Linked DNA regions of Mus musculus: region 1 is linked to region 2. Evidence: chromatin contacts called from public promoter capture Hi-C data. All regions are on one chromosome and are shown on one strand. Each heading gives the region's core, a stretch centred on a gene start, on an enhancer-like site or on the middle of the called end of the contact. The rest is flanking DNA. Distances are from core to core; before and after follow the strand shown.

Region 1 (6,478 bases), core at 1,019-3,518, 310 kb before region 2:
TAAAATATTTCAAAGAAAAAGGTAAACTAAAATGAGACAATGTTAACAACTGAATAAATCAGGAAATGGACCAAAGGGATTATTCCGGTTTTATGGTCATTTTAAATTTTCATAGTAAAAATAAAAATTAATAATCCACTAAGACACATAGGGATCTATATAATCCCACACAAAGATGAAAAACTGATTACAGTTTTAATAGCATCTTTACTGAGAAGACTGTGAGAACTGACTATAATTAAGAAATCTTTTTAAAAAGAAAGAAAAAGAAAAGGTCAGGTATGGAGGTATACGCCCTAAATCCCAGTACTCAGGAGCAAATGTTCCAAAGAAATTGCACCCAGAGTTGATTTTCACCTAGTAACCCAAGCTGCTAAGTGCCAGAGTAAAGCCATCACCATCTTTGGGTGTCCCACGAGCACAGATCTTTACCTGCAGCTGCTTCAGCTGTGTACGGAGCTCGTTGTTCTCCTGTTGTTTCTCTTCTGAGGACTGGGCTTTGCCCAGGGCATCCCTGAGGGATTCTCTCTCCTTCTCCAGTTCTGTTTGAAGCACCGATTGCTCTAACTATCATCAGAGGAAGCAAAGTATCAAAGTGCAAAACAGTCAAAGTTCACATTCCAAAACAGCAAATATACATTTATACATGCATCATGCATTGCTATAGTTCTAAATTTATACACTGAAACGTACACACACAAGATCATTTTCTACATGCCCTTCTGACTATTAATACTTAATAATGAATGCATATCAGAATTTGCTCAGCCTGGATACCCCATCAGAGTCTTTAGCGTAGTCCCCAGCACCCACCTTTAACAGTAACTGTGGTCCTCAAATACCTGTATCAAAATAATTTCACATATCTATTAAAAATGAGGGGTCTAGAGAGATGGCTCAGAGGTGAAGAACACTAGTTGCTCTTCCAGAGGTCCTGGGTTCAATTTCTAGAACCCACATAGTAGCTCACAACAATCTATAACCCCAGGTCCAAGGGATTAGACACCTGCTGGCCTCTGCAGGTTACAAAAAAATATGCGTGTGGTACACAGACATACCTACAGGCAACACTCATACACATATTTTTGGAACATGCAGATGAAGCTTGGCACAGTGGTACATTTCTGTATTCCCAGCTCTTGGGAGGCTGAGGCAGGAGGAGGGAGAGGTTGGCCTGGGCTACAAAAATGAGACCTGATCTCAGAGAGGAAGAACGTGAAAGATATAGAGGAAGGGAGGGAGGGAGGGAGGGAGGGAGGGAGGGAGGGAGGGAGGGAGGGAGGGAGGAAGGAAGGAAGGAAGGAAGGAAGGAAGGAAGGAAGGAAAAAGAGGAAAAGGAAGAAGGAAAGCAGGAGAGGGGAGAAGGAAAAAAAACAACAAAATAAAGCACAACAGCAGATGACCAGTTTCTGTCTCAGATCTGACAGGTCAGAATATCTATGGAATCTGCATCCAACAAGCTTTGCAAAGGGTTTCATATAACTAAAGTGTAACAATCCAAGAAACTTAGATTCTTTATACTCTATACTTTCTATGTGGTTTGAAGCCCAGTTCTGGTAGTTAAGGGTTAGAGTACGGCTTTCAATAACTAAACATCAAGGTTCTTAAAATATTTTTGCCAAGACTTACCTAAAATTCAAGTGTTAGGCTGGAACCCCTGTTCACCACCCTCCTTGCACAAGCTGGGAAATACCATCTGCCCTTCCTTCCCTAACCCCACCCACACAGAGAAAGCTCCGGGCTAATAACTAACATGCCATATTACTTCTTGTCTTCTCTGTTTCTGGCAACCCACTCAAGAGTGCCTGCCCAGGGACTCAGTGTTTGACCACGTATGGACACAATCCAGCTCCTAGCTGGTTCTATAAAACCCTCTTGCTTTAACCTGGATGAATGACTTCACTGACCTCTACCTGTGAGATCAGAGAGCCCACCCGAGAGCTGCCTCTAATAAACCTGCCTTTATCTACTTTTAGTAAGGTCTAATCTGACCTATATCTGCATCACTGGGGGAGAGAAAAAGCCTGTCACCAAGTACAAAAGACCATCATTCAAAGTAGCTTGGGCAAACCAAAAACAAAAAGGAGTTCATTCTAAAGAGATGGCATTTAGAAATTTTATTTGCTGCTATTAAAAAATAATAATAATTTCTTTCCCCTAACCAGCTGCTTTTTGCTACTCTGATCCTGCCAAGGGTTTTATAAACTGTAGTGCTCTTGGAAAACACAATACTGACACTTGGCAAGACACCGATCTCTGGTAAGACAAGAACAGAACATTAATCACTACAGCACAGGCCTACTCTTGCTTCCTCTTCTAGTCACACACACACTCTAGAGCATGTGCCTTTACATTTATCACTTTGTACTTTGTGTGTCTGTGTTTGCTGGCAAGGATGTCTGTGTCTGCAGAGGCCAGAAGAGGACATGGAATTCTCTGGAACTGGGGTTTTGATGGTTGTGAGCCACTATGTGGGTGCTGGGATCCAGCCTGGGGCCTTAGGAGAGAGGTCAGGTGCTCCTAACTGCTGACCATCTCACTCTGATGAAGGACAGGCTACGGTGCCCACTTTCACCCTGCTACTTAACTTTTATCTTCTTTCTGCACTTTCTTTGCCCTGACATCTGAAGATCTTGCAGTACACTGCCCTCTCGAACCCTTTGTCAAGGTCACCCACCTTCCCTTTCTATCCCTTTCACTCCCACTCACCCCCATGCCCTAATGAGGCGTCCTTTCTAAAGGTGGTTACCAGTATAACAAACGAGTGATCTTTCAATCAATCATAAAAGGAAACAGCAAACTAAAATCTAAAGTCAATTTAAATAGAAGTTCTTAAAGCTATTCTGAGAAAGGAACCCTAGGCCTATCAAACCCTAACTTACCAAGGCATTCATGCCCACCGTCCCCAGCATCTGCTGTCTAAAACAGGGGTTGGGGGGGGGGGCATGAAACAATCTGGCCACATTTTAACAGGGCTATTGTTTGATTTCAGAACATCAGACTCCCAAAATATGCTCCTTTATATGTTCCATTAATCCATAGCCATTATATTAAAAATATCTGTATTAAGACAATGCCAGGTGTGGTGGCCCATGTTTATAACCCCAGCACTACAAAGCTGAGGCAGGGTGATTTCCATAAATTCTAGGCCAGCCTGGGCTACATTATATAGTGAGATGCTATCTCAAAAGAGGGACAGACAGCACAGGCTGCTTGGTTTGTATTTGGCATATGTTCCTACTTACCTGAGTACGCCTTAGGAGTTTTTCCAACTCTTGCTTGAGCTGGCTGGTTTCAGCGTCTTTTAGTTTTAACTGAGTCTCTAGCTCAGTTTCATAGGCGCTGAGATCTCCCTGGGCTTGCTGTAGGGATGCATTCACCTCATGCTGTTCCTGGAGGGCACTTTCTAGCTCTGCAAGCTCCTGCAAAGATTCAGCATGTTTAAATGCAGCGTCCTGAGTGCTGCATAAGCATCTGCAAGCCACTGTAACTAACCTGAGCACCAAATGCTGGCCAACTGCTACTGCCCAGCACAGACAGACTTTATAAACAACAGGACGCAGGGTCATGCTGGCATATCCAAGTTGAAATACAAACTCTTCTACTAAATGTCACCCGAAAATTCACCAAGTTACCAACAGGTTGCTTTCCAAAGTAATTATCTCTGTGACACTCTAGTCTGAAAGTATATGAGGAAGACAGGAGTGGGAAAACATTTATAAAAAAGGAGAATAATAAGTGTAAGTAAGGCCTGTCCTTCCCTGGACTTGGTGTTTTTACATTCACTGGTTCATCGGATAACAGCCCTGGACATTACAGTTTATACTAAGCAACTGGAGAAGTGTCTCAGGGATCACAGCACTGTGCGGCTAGAAAAAGGAGGTGAGTTATGGACCCAGATCTCTGATTGCAAAGCCCACATTTTTCTGATTAAACCATAGTGTGTCCCTTAACAAAAGAACATGAAAGCACTGGCATTCTAAAGATGGTACACTGGAGCAGGGCATGGTGGCGCACACCTTTAATCCCAGCACTCAGGAGGCAGAGGCAGGTGGATTTCTGAGTTGGAGGCCAGCCTGGTCTACAAAGTGAGTTCCAGGACAGCCAGGGCTATACAGAGAAACCCTGTCTAAAAAACAAAAAAAACAAAAACAAAAACAAAAAATAGCACACTGGACTGAGGGCTTACAACTATCCAGTTAGCACTAAGAAAGACAAACACTTTCATAGCTAAATTCTCATACTGACAAACCTTCAGGTGTGCATATATAATTTCTACCTATTTATTTAGGTATGAAAGAATTAGCTCAAACTACTCTGGATAAACACAAAGATCCTGGGTAACTTCTATTTAGTTTTTCAAGGACCACTTGGCACTGCTTCATGAAATAAAGTATTGTATGTATTCAATAAAAGATTAACATCCAAAATATAAAGGTCTTGCAAATCATTAACAAAAGAAAGATGGTCCAGTAAAAAAAAAAAATGGTCAAAGAATTCTATGAATAGGAATCCACTAGGCTGAGGAAATCAGAACCATAAAGAACAAATGAAAGGTGTGGAACCGCTCCAATGTCTGGAGAAAATAAAGTTTAAAAGAGATACTGCTTTATAGGGAGCATGGAGAAACAAAGTACAACAGCACAGAGAAACAATCAGAAGGTGTTGTAATGGTTAGATGAGCCTTGGGAAGGAGCCTGAGTTTTCCTAGGTGTAATAATGCATTCATTGCAGTGACACTGGAAACTAAGAGCAGACGGATGGAAGGGTGATGTCTGAGACTTTCTGAGCACAAACAAAAGGGATATGTTTATAAGGGCCAGACTAAAGTATTTATTAATCTAAGGAGGCTGAGGAACTTCGCCACTCTTTCAATATTCCTGCAAATGTGAGTTTTTCATAATATAAAGTTGGGAGAGAAGACACCTTTTAAAATTCAGCAGATTAACAAACATGAAATCTGACAAACTGTAACATTTCCTGCTGGTGTGGTGAACTCAGGCAGCAGAAGCAGGAGAGTCACCAGTTCAAGGCCAGCCTGAGCTACATAGTAAGATTTTATCTAAAACAGGTCGTTAAAACAACATAGGGAAATCCTCAAAGCAATGAGGATGAGCAGAAGATGAAAGGTGTAACGTAACTCATGTTCTATTAGCTGTAAATAATGTCAGTTATCAAGTAATAACAGTAAGATGAACCATGGTATTCCTATAATTTTGCTCCATGAACCCAACATAAACATTTGATACAGCATTTTGGGTAGACACACGTTCATATTCTTCAGTTATTTGATGACCCGTTTCTAAGTGAATTTGACATACGTCATTTACTTCCGAAGCTCAAAAAGCAGAAAAGCAAGTCTTACCTTCCTCATATTTTCTGCATCCATGGCAATGAGTTCAAGTTCCTCCTTCTCCTGCTGGACTTCTGTCAGTCTCTGCAGCAATGTCTCTTTCTCATCCTGTAGCTTCCTGCACTCATTCTGGGCCTGAGTTGCCTGGCCTTTGATGGTTCCAAGGTACTCTTGCAACCCACTGATGACACCTTCTAAATCCTTCTTCAGAGCTTCGTTTGCTGCTATCTGGCCTATGCATGATAAAAACAGAGGGGTAATATGTATTTTAGAAGTATTTTGTCTCTTTAGTGATTGGTTATTAGCCCACAGTGAAAGTCTAAGTTTCTTATATATCTAATTTTTGAAAATAGGATAATATATTTCCTATAATACAGGAATATTGTACAAGTATGCATAAATAAGACAAGCATACTTATGACAAATATTTACAGAATGCCTGAATAATGCTGTAAAATTTAATTTTTTCTAAAATAGGAAAAAAGGCATTGCTGGGTGGTAGTACTACCCACCTTTGATCCCAGCATGTGGGAGGCGGCAGAGGAAAGTGGATCTCTGTGAGTTTGAGGCCAGCCTGGGCTACAGAGCAAGTTCCAGGACAGCCAAGGATACATAGAGAATCTGTGTCAAAAAACAAAACAAAACAAAACAAACAAACAAACAAAAAACCCAGAGAGAAAGAAAGAAAGAAAGAAAGAAAGAAAGAAAGAAAGAAAGAAATAATATTAAAGTATAATAAAACTATGAGTTCTTCCTGAATACACAATACAAAACCAGTCAATATATAAGACTCACACGAATCTCAGACTGGCAGCATAAATATATATACCCTGAAGGGTAAAAAGCTATCATAGGGACTGGAAAGATGGCCCATCAGTTAAGAGTAACTGGCTTCTTGTCATGAAGGTTCACATCGGTCTGTAACTTCAGTTCCAGGGGATCCAACATTCTCTTACAGATTCCATGGGCACGGCATGCACATGGTACATAGACATACTTCAGGCATAACAAACACATACATACATTTTTAGTTAAGTACTTAAAAAGTGTATGCTGACACATGCTATTTTACAGGATACTTTTATGAAAACTTTAAAAAGCCTCTCTCAACAACTATTTATCAAG
Region 2 (6,511 bases), core at 2,865-5,364:
CTTATGCACAGACCAACCTAAGACATGGGGCCTGGAGGCGATAGGGTAACCCTTGGACGGGTAAGGCCGTGACATGAAAGGATCGACCTAAGACAGGAGACGTGGCCGATGAACAGACTTGCCCAGACCTAGTCCAGCATCATATTATTAAACAAAAAAGGGGGAGATGTAGGCAGCTGGCGCCTAAAAGATGGCGCCGGTCTCTGGTACACCGGTCTCTGGTACACCATCACCGTAAACAACAGCACTACGCAGGCGCTAGCCCGAATCTGACGCCAACCCCTCCCGAACGGGTGCATGCAAATTAAGGTGCCAGCAGACTGACCAATCCCAGGAGGACACAAAGCTTTTCCCTGTGCTGGGGTGTATATAAGGAGTCCTCCCTGGGTTCCCGTAGCATCGAGGCGTTCCTGGAATAAAGCTGTTGAGAAGAATCTGACCGTTTTGTGTTTTCCTTGCCGGACGAGGTGGGCACAACATCCACTCATCTCCAATCCCTTTGTATCTGCCCTGTACTCTTGCAACCTCCCTCCCCCACAAAAGAAAATAACAAAATGAAAAATCTGGTCATGGAAGTTGTAGTGTGTCCCAAAGTATACCCTTCTGTCCACACATCTTTACTTGCAAATGTTCATTGCAATGAGTCATTGGTCTGGTTTCTGCTACTCACTATCAATACCGGATCCTTACTGAGACTCCTTTTGTAGCCCTATCCCATGTCAAAGAGGTCCTGCAGCTTCATGGACTCCAGCAGTTTAGAGAAGCGGTAGATCCTGGGGTGGGACAACCCTGGCTCTGGGCCTGGGTGGTAGCTGAGTTGGTGAAGCTGTCTGTTCTCTAGCACTCACATCATAACAGTGAGCTCTTCAGTACTGGCCCTGTTATCTCACCCAACCTCTCAGCTGTGGAAAACCTTTGGGGGACCGCTTAGCAGGAATCTGACATTCACCAAGGACAAGGAAATGGGCTTCAGGCAGGAATCTGACGTCGTTAGGACGTGACAAGGAAGTAAGCTCAGGCAGGAATCTGCACATATTTGTACTTCTTAGTGGCTCCTGTGGTGGGTGAACCGTTGTGCCTCTCAGATCTGGTTCTTAATACTGAAAGTCCTGCTGCTTTGTGTCCAATCCTGAAGACAGTATGATGAGAGTGTGATTGGGACAGAGGAGGAGGGCACAGTCTCCCTGGGTCACTGAGCAGGTGTTGAGCATCCTTAAAGCACTGAGATGGTTCAGGAGGTAAAAGGGGAAGAACTAACTCTTGTAAATTGTCCTCTGACCTCCACACATGCATCATGGTATGTACACACAAACACACACTTTTTATTATGTGTCTAGGTGTTTTTTTCTTGCATGCATATCTATGTATTACTTGCATTCCTGGTACCCAGACCAGAAAAGGGTGTCAGATCCCCTGGGACTGGAGTTACAGACACTGTGAGCTACCATGTGGGTGCTGGGAATTTAACTTGGGTCCTTTGAAAAAGTATCCAGTACCCTTAACTGCTGAGCTTTCTCTCTAGCCCTTAAAGTTTAATTTAAAGAAAAGCACTGTCAGACTAGTAAAAATCATTATTAGTGCTAATGATAAGTTATTTAAATCCTTACTGAAAGCTACCTGTCTAATATTCACTTCATATGAATAAGAAGCTGGGGGAATGTGACAATTTTGACTCCCTAATTAACAACTGTTGGGTTCTGCCTTGCACCCTCAATGCCTTAAGCAAAGAAACTATTAGTCAAATAGCTAGTCGATACTACCCTTACGCCAGCGCCTTGAACACTCCGAGGATGCCTTGAAAAGAATGCACAATTGCAGATGATTGCCCCAGATCCAGAAGGTACAACCCATCAGGGTTCTAAGACACAGCTTGTACCAGATTCCTGGCTATCCCAAGCATTAGTGAAATTAGATGACCTTGAAATTAGATGACCTTGAAACTATTAGTGAAATTAGATGACAGGTGGGGCACTTCTTGAGCCTCAAAGCTTCTCTGACTGCTATGACTGGTTCAAAGGAGAAAGGCTGAGATTGGCCCAAACATAAACTTTCATAATTGTGACTGATTCAGTCCCTTCTCTGGCTGTGTAATCAAGAGTGTTGCAATCAAGTCACTCAGATGACTGGGATTGGCTGGGAGACAGTGTCCTACACCTCTCCCCCTCCTGTTGCAACATTAAGCCTAGTAAAAAGCCTGTCTCACCAGTGATCCCACCAACTCTCAGTACCGTGAACTGGTTACACAGACAGCAGAGAAAGGCTTACTGATGGCAGATGGGAAACTCATGGTGGCAGCAAGAGAATCAGTCAGCATGGAAAACTTAGAAAGTGACAGCTGGAGCAGCAGCAGAGAGGCTTCAGAGTGGTCAGGAATGGAGGAAGGACAGAAGAAATAGAAAGCAAGAGAGGGCTGAAGAAGAAAAGTTTGTAACAACTGAGAAGGGAGACTGTGGGTCCTGCTCACCTCCCCAACCCGGAAAGGAGACCTTGAGCTCTTGATTATGCTACCTCTGCCTCTAAAGTGCTGGGAGTATGCACCCGGGCCACTATCTCTAGCTTGGTTGTCAAGTCTTTAAAGCCAAGATTCTCAGGGATTGTGGGCCAAGAGTTGCAACACTAGCAGGCGTTAAGGGCTAAGGAATTAGATCTACAGATCTAAGAGATCTAATTAGATCTAAGAGACCAGACACCCAAGGCTTGTATAAGAACTGTTAACTCCTTCTCCCTTTCCTCCTAGCATTTGCCCTTCTCGCCTTGTTGCTCTGGCGGCTGCTGTAAAACAAGGGAAAACAGGGCAGGTGAGATGGCTCAGTGGGTGAGAGCACTGACTGCTCTTCTGAAGGTCTTGAGTTCAAATCCCAGCAACCACACGGTAGCTCACAACCGCCTGTAATGAGACCTGACGCCCTCTTCTGGTGCGTCTGAAGACAGCTACAGTGTACTTATTTATAATAACAAATCTTTGGGACTGAGCGAGCGCCGGTCTCACATAGGGAGCGGGGTTGACCGGAGTGAGCAGAGGTCCTAAATTCAATTCCCATCATCCACATGAAGGCTCACAACTACAGCGTACTCATACGCATAAAATAAATAACTCTTAAAAAAAACCCTAGCCGGGCGTGGTGGCGCACGCCTTTAATCCCAGCACTCGGGAGGCAGAGGCAGGGGGATTTCTGAGTTCGAGGCCAACCTGGTCTACAAAGTGAGCTCCAGGACAGCCAGGGCTACACAGAGAAACCCTGTCTCGAAAACCCAAAAAAAAAAAAAAAAAAAAAAAAAAAACCCAAGGGAAACAAAAGCTTTAAATAGGAAAAACAAAAACAAACAAACCAAAAACTGGGCAATGATGGCGCACACCATTCATTAGTCCCAAGCTATTGGGAGAGGCAGGCAGATCTTTGAGTTCAAGACCAGCTTGGTCTACAGAGCGAGGTCCCGGTCAGCCAGAGTTACAGAAAAACCTTGTCCCATCAAACAGACAGGCAAAGCTTTCACACAGCAGCATTTATAGAGCTTCTTGCTTACCACTTCTATCTGGGGGGACTAAAGGCTTCACGCTAGTTAGCTGATATGTAACAAGCGCTTCGGAGAACAGCTGTCTCCGTGGCTAAGTGGCCACGTTTGGACAGCGTGCATGTATGTCCTGGGATTCGAGCTTAACCCAGCCCCTACCCAACTCCCTTACCATGTTTTGTCCTTGCTTCCTGCAGTATACTTTGTTATTTGTCCTGTCTTCCTCCTACGACTAGACATAGACCTCGCGCAGTTAGGGATTTGTTCAGCTGTGTCAGAATCGTGTTTGGGAGGTGCCAGGTGTCAATGGGCTGTTTGAATATCGTCACATGTGGATTTGGAGCCTTAGCCCTTTCTCTCCTGTGAAATATTACCCTAACTTGGTTAAAAAAAAAAAGTAGATGAGGAAAATAAACATTGTGCAAATCTAGAGGTCCACCTTGCTCAGGATCATAAGGTGTAAGCGCAGACGGTGGTACAGCACATGTTCGGCCCTTTTCCACAGTCGGGGCCATTCTTTCCCAGGTACTTGGAGGGCAGAGACGGAAGTAGAGCCGCTTCCGCCCGACGCTGGGCGCCGGAATGGCGCGCGGAGATGACGCAGCAGCACCGGAAGCCGCTCCCCTGTGAGGCTGCGGACCCAGAGCAGCGGCCGTAGGTCCAGGTCTGTATTTGCGATTGGCCGGGCCGGGCTGGACAGGAATCCCCAGCGCCCGCGGCGTTACTGACCCGCCGCCCCGGCCTGTTTTCTCCCTTTCCCCGCAGGCGCCATGGCTGTGGAGCGGACCCGGCCGCTGCGACGCTCTGGCGGCCCGAGCGCGCCTAGTCGGTGTGAGCCCGGCGCGAGGTCCCGGGCCCCGGGGCGCTCGCTCAGGTCAGTGCCGCGCGGAACACGGCTCCAGGAGCAGGGGACCAAGGGAGTCACGAACGGGCTGAGAGACTCGGAGTTAATTTTAGACAGGAAAATTAGAGCTAAGAGTTCCTGCCTTCTGGTGCTTCGGTTTTTCCTAGCCGCGAAACGAGTTAACATTGATGCCCCAAGGCTAGCACTTTAATTAATTAAAGATGATGAAATGTGGACAGGTGGTTTATAAAATGCAGAACGTAGTAGTATGTGTAGGAAGGCACCATGCTTGTGTGTATGCCTTGAAAACAGGTGTGTATTTGAGATGATGCTTCTTTTTAAAAGGGGAGAAATGACAGTATTAGTACTACATTATAACAGTAACTGGCATTTATTGTAGGCTTATAGTGTGCCAGATACTGTACAGAACGCTGTTTAACCCTAACAATCTTGTAGGTAAAACAGTACCAGGCGACAGTTTACAAGTGAGGAAATTTGGCTTGAAACACAAGAAATGATTTGCCCATGGTTACCCAACAAGTGAAATTTCAGAGCCCGTGTTTTATAAACATTATTTGTATTCTTTCAAAGGTTTAAAAGATTAGTCTCTAAATTAATGGCTTTTAGGCCAAGGGTGGTTGTGGACTCCAGCAGTCCCAGCACTCCAGTCTTGTGAATTGTGAGACCAGTCTGGGCTTCACTGCAAAAGCCTGTCTCAAAAAACAAAATAAAACAAAAAGCAAAACAAAAAGGAACAGTAAAAACAATTTTCTAAATATCACAAGCAAAAGGAGGAAAAGATCTTTACAATAGTGTAGTCACATGGTTTTAAATACAAAAAGATGTTTTGTTAAAAGGGACTTCATCCCTTTTCTTTCCAGTTCTCTCTTGAAGCAATATTTAATCAGCTTCCTCAATATTCACAGAATACTTTTCTGTACACATAATCCTCTGTGTAGACCAGACTGGCCTCAAACTCACAGAGCCTGCTTCTGCCTCCGAGGGCTGGGATTAAAGGCATGTATCACCACGCCTGGCCTACCTTTTAACTGGTTGTGAAAGGGGAGGCAAGGAGACAACCTTCCCAACAACAATGAGTATTTATTTTTTGTTCTTTAAAAAAATGATTTTTAGTGTGTCTATATGTCTGTGTCTATGTAGGATGTTGGAGGGAGCATGTATATGCCAGTGTGTGCGTGCGTGGTTTTGCATACAGCTTTATGGAGTCAGTTTTCTCCCCCCAAATTTACGTGGGTTTTGGGTATCCAACCCAGGTCATCAGGCTTTTCAGTAAGCACTTCATCTCACAGGCCTGAAGCCTTGATTCCTTACCTGCATAGGTTATGCAGACTAGAAGGAGGGAAAACATTGAGTTTACACCCATAATGCCTTGCCTGTAGAAGATGCAGGTGGAGATTGGGTACTACTGAGCTGCTGCTCCTGTGTAACTCTGGTTGAGCCACCCTGCCTCTTGGGCCCTAGCCTCTTTGTTGGTAAGGGCAGTAGTATTGACTTCTTCTATGAACCATGTTAGAATCAAGCGTGATATTTTTAGGCGCTGCTTCAGTTATTAGGACCAACATAAATATAATTGCTTAGAAGCAGAAACCAAATTCATGCTCTCATCTCCCAATTTAGGAATGTTTATCATACTACACATTTCCTCAGAGCTTTGTGATTGTTTCTGTTGAGGACTGCAGAACAAGTTAAGTGTTTACATTGAGAAGGGTGAGAGGCACAAGATAGCAAGGGGGGTGTGCAGAAAGAAAAGAGCTAAGGAAGCAGTTAGCGGCTTAGATGTGCCGTATCACTGCAGCTTTTCTGATTCGCACACTGCTAAGTTAGAATAGCTTCTGTTTTACAAATGGAAGCTTAGACTTTAGTTGAGCATTCCATGATCACATATTTCCCAGGTTGATCTCTAACTTAGTTATCTTGTAAGGGCAGCCTCTAAGAAGCTAAGATTGTATGTTTCACTGTGCCAGCATCATGGAGATTGTTAATTTGCTTTATCTTACAGGCTACAAGGACCCTCATGGCTCTGTAGGGAACACAGTTAAGAGCTGTCACTAGCTTATGTGAGGCTTATAAAAGCAAACTGTAGCCTTTAGCAATCCATGTTCTAACAGACAGTACTGTAAAGGAATGGAATAC

What was found. Promoter capture Hi-C pulls out the DNA fragments that hold promoters and counts their contacts.
Region 1: a promoter capture Hi-C map of the HPC-7 cell line shows a contact between it and region 2, with 4 times the contacts expected there. The contact joins the enhancer-like site here to the promoter of Fbxw2 in region 2. A contact is called at or near these places in 14 of 39 promoter capture datasets (the C10 cell line, the HPC-7 cell line, cranial neural crest and 8 more), 5 of 484 Hi-C or Micro-C datasets (B cells, Th2 cells, bone marrow-derived macrophages and 2 more), 14 of 115 datasets of contacts at active chromatin or transcription factors (the 230-238 cell line, the SCID.adh cell line, bone marrow-derived macrophages and 9 more) and 4 of 9 other capture datasets (adipose tissue, embryonic stem cells, liver and 1 more).

The regions. Positions count from the first base shown.
Region 1 is chr2:35,134,576-35,141,053 of GRCm38.p6, reverse strand. Cntrl (centriolin) reads right to left here. Exons shown (of 44, transcript NM_001379274.1): 13 at 5,366-5,586; 14 at 3,246-3,422; 15 at 433-567. Among named protein-coding and RNA genes, the nearest start is that of Cntrl, 28 kb to the right of the region's middle. Within about 2 kb of position 2,268, at least 1 of the 459 cell types and tissues checked has an H3K27ac peak or open chromatin away from gene starts, as enhancers often do. A contact at or near this core is called in the HPC-7 cell line, where this site is marked.
Region 2 is chr2:34,823,838-34,830,348 of GRCm38.p6, reverse strand. It overlaps Fbxw2 (F-box and WD-40 domain protein 2), which reads left to right and starts at 4,114. Exons shown (of 8, transcript NM_013890.4): 1 at 4,114-4,177; 2 at 4,279-4,387. It also overlaps a transcript of Gm34653 not described here.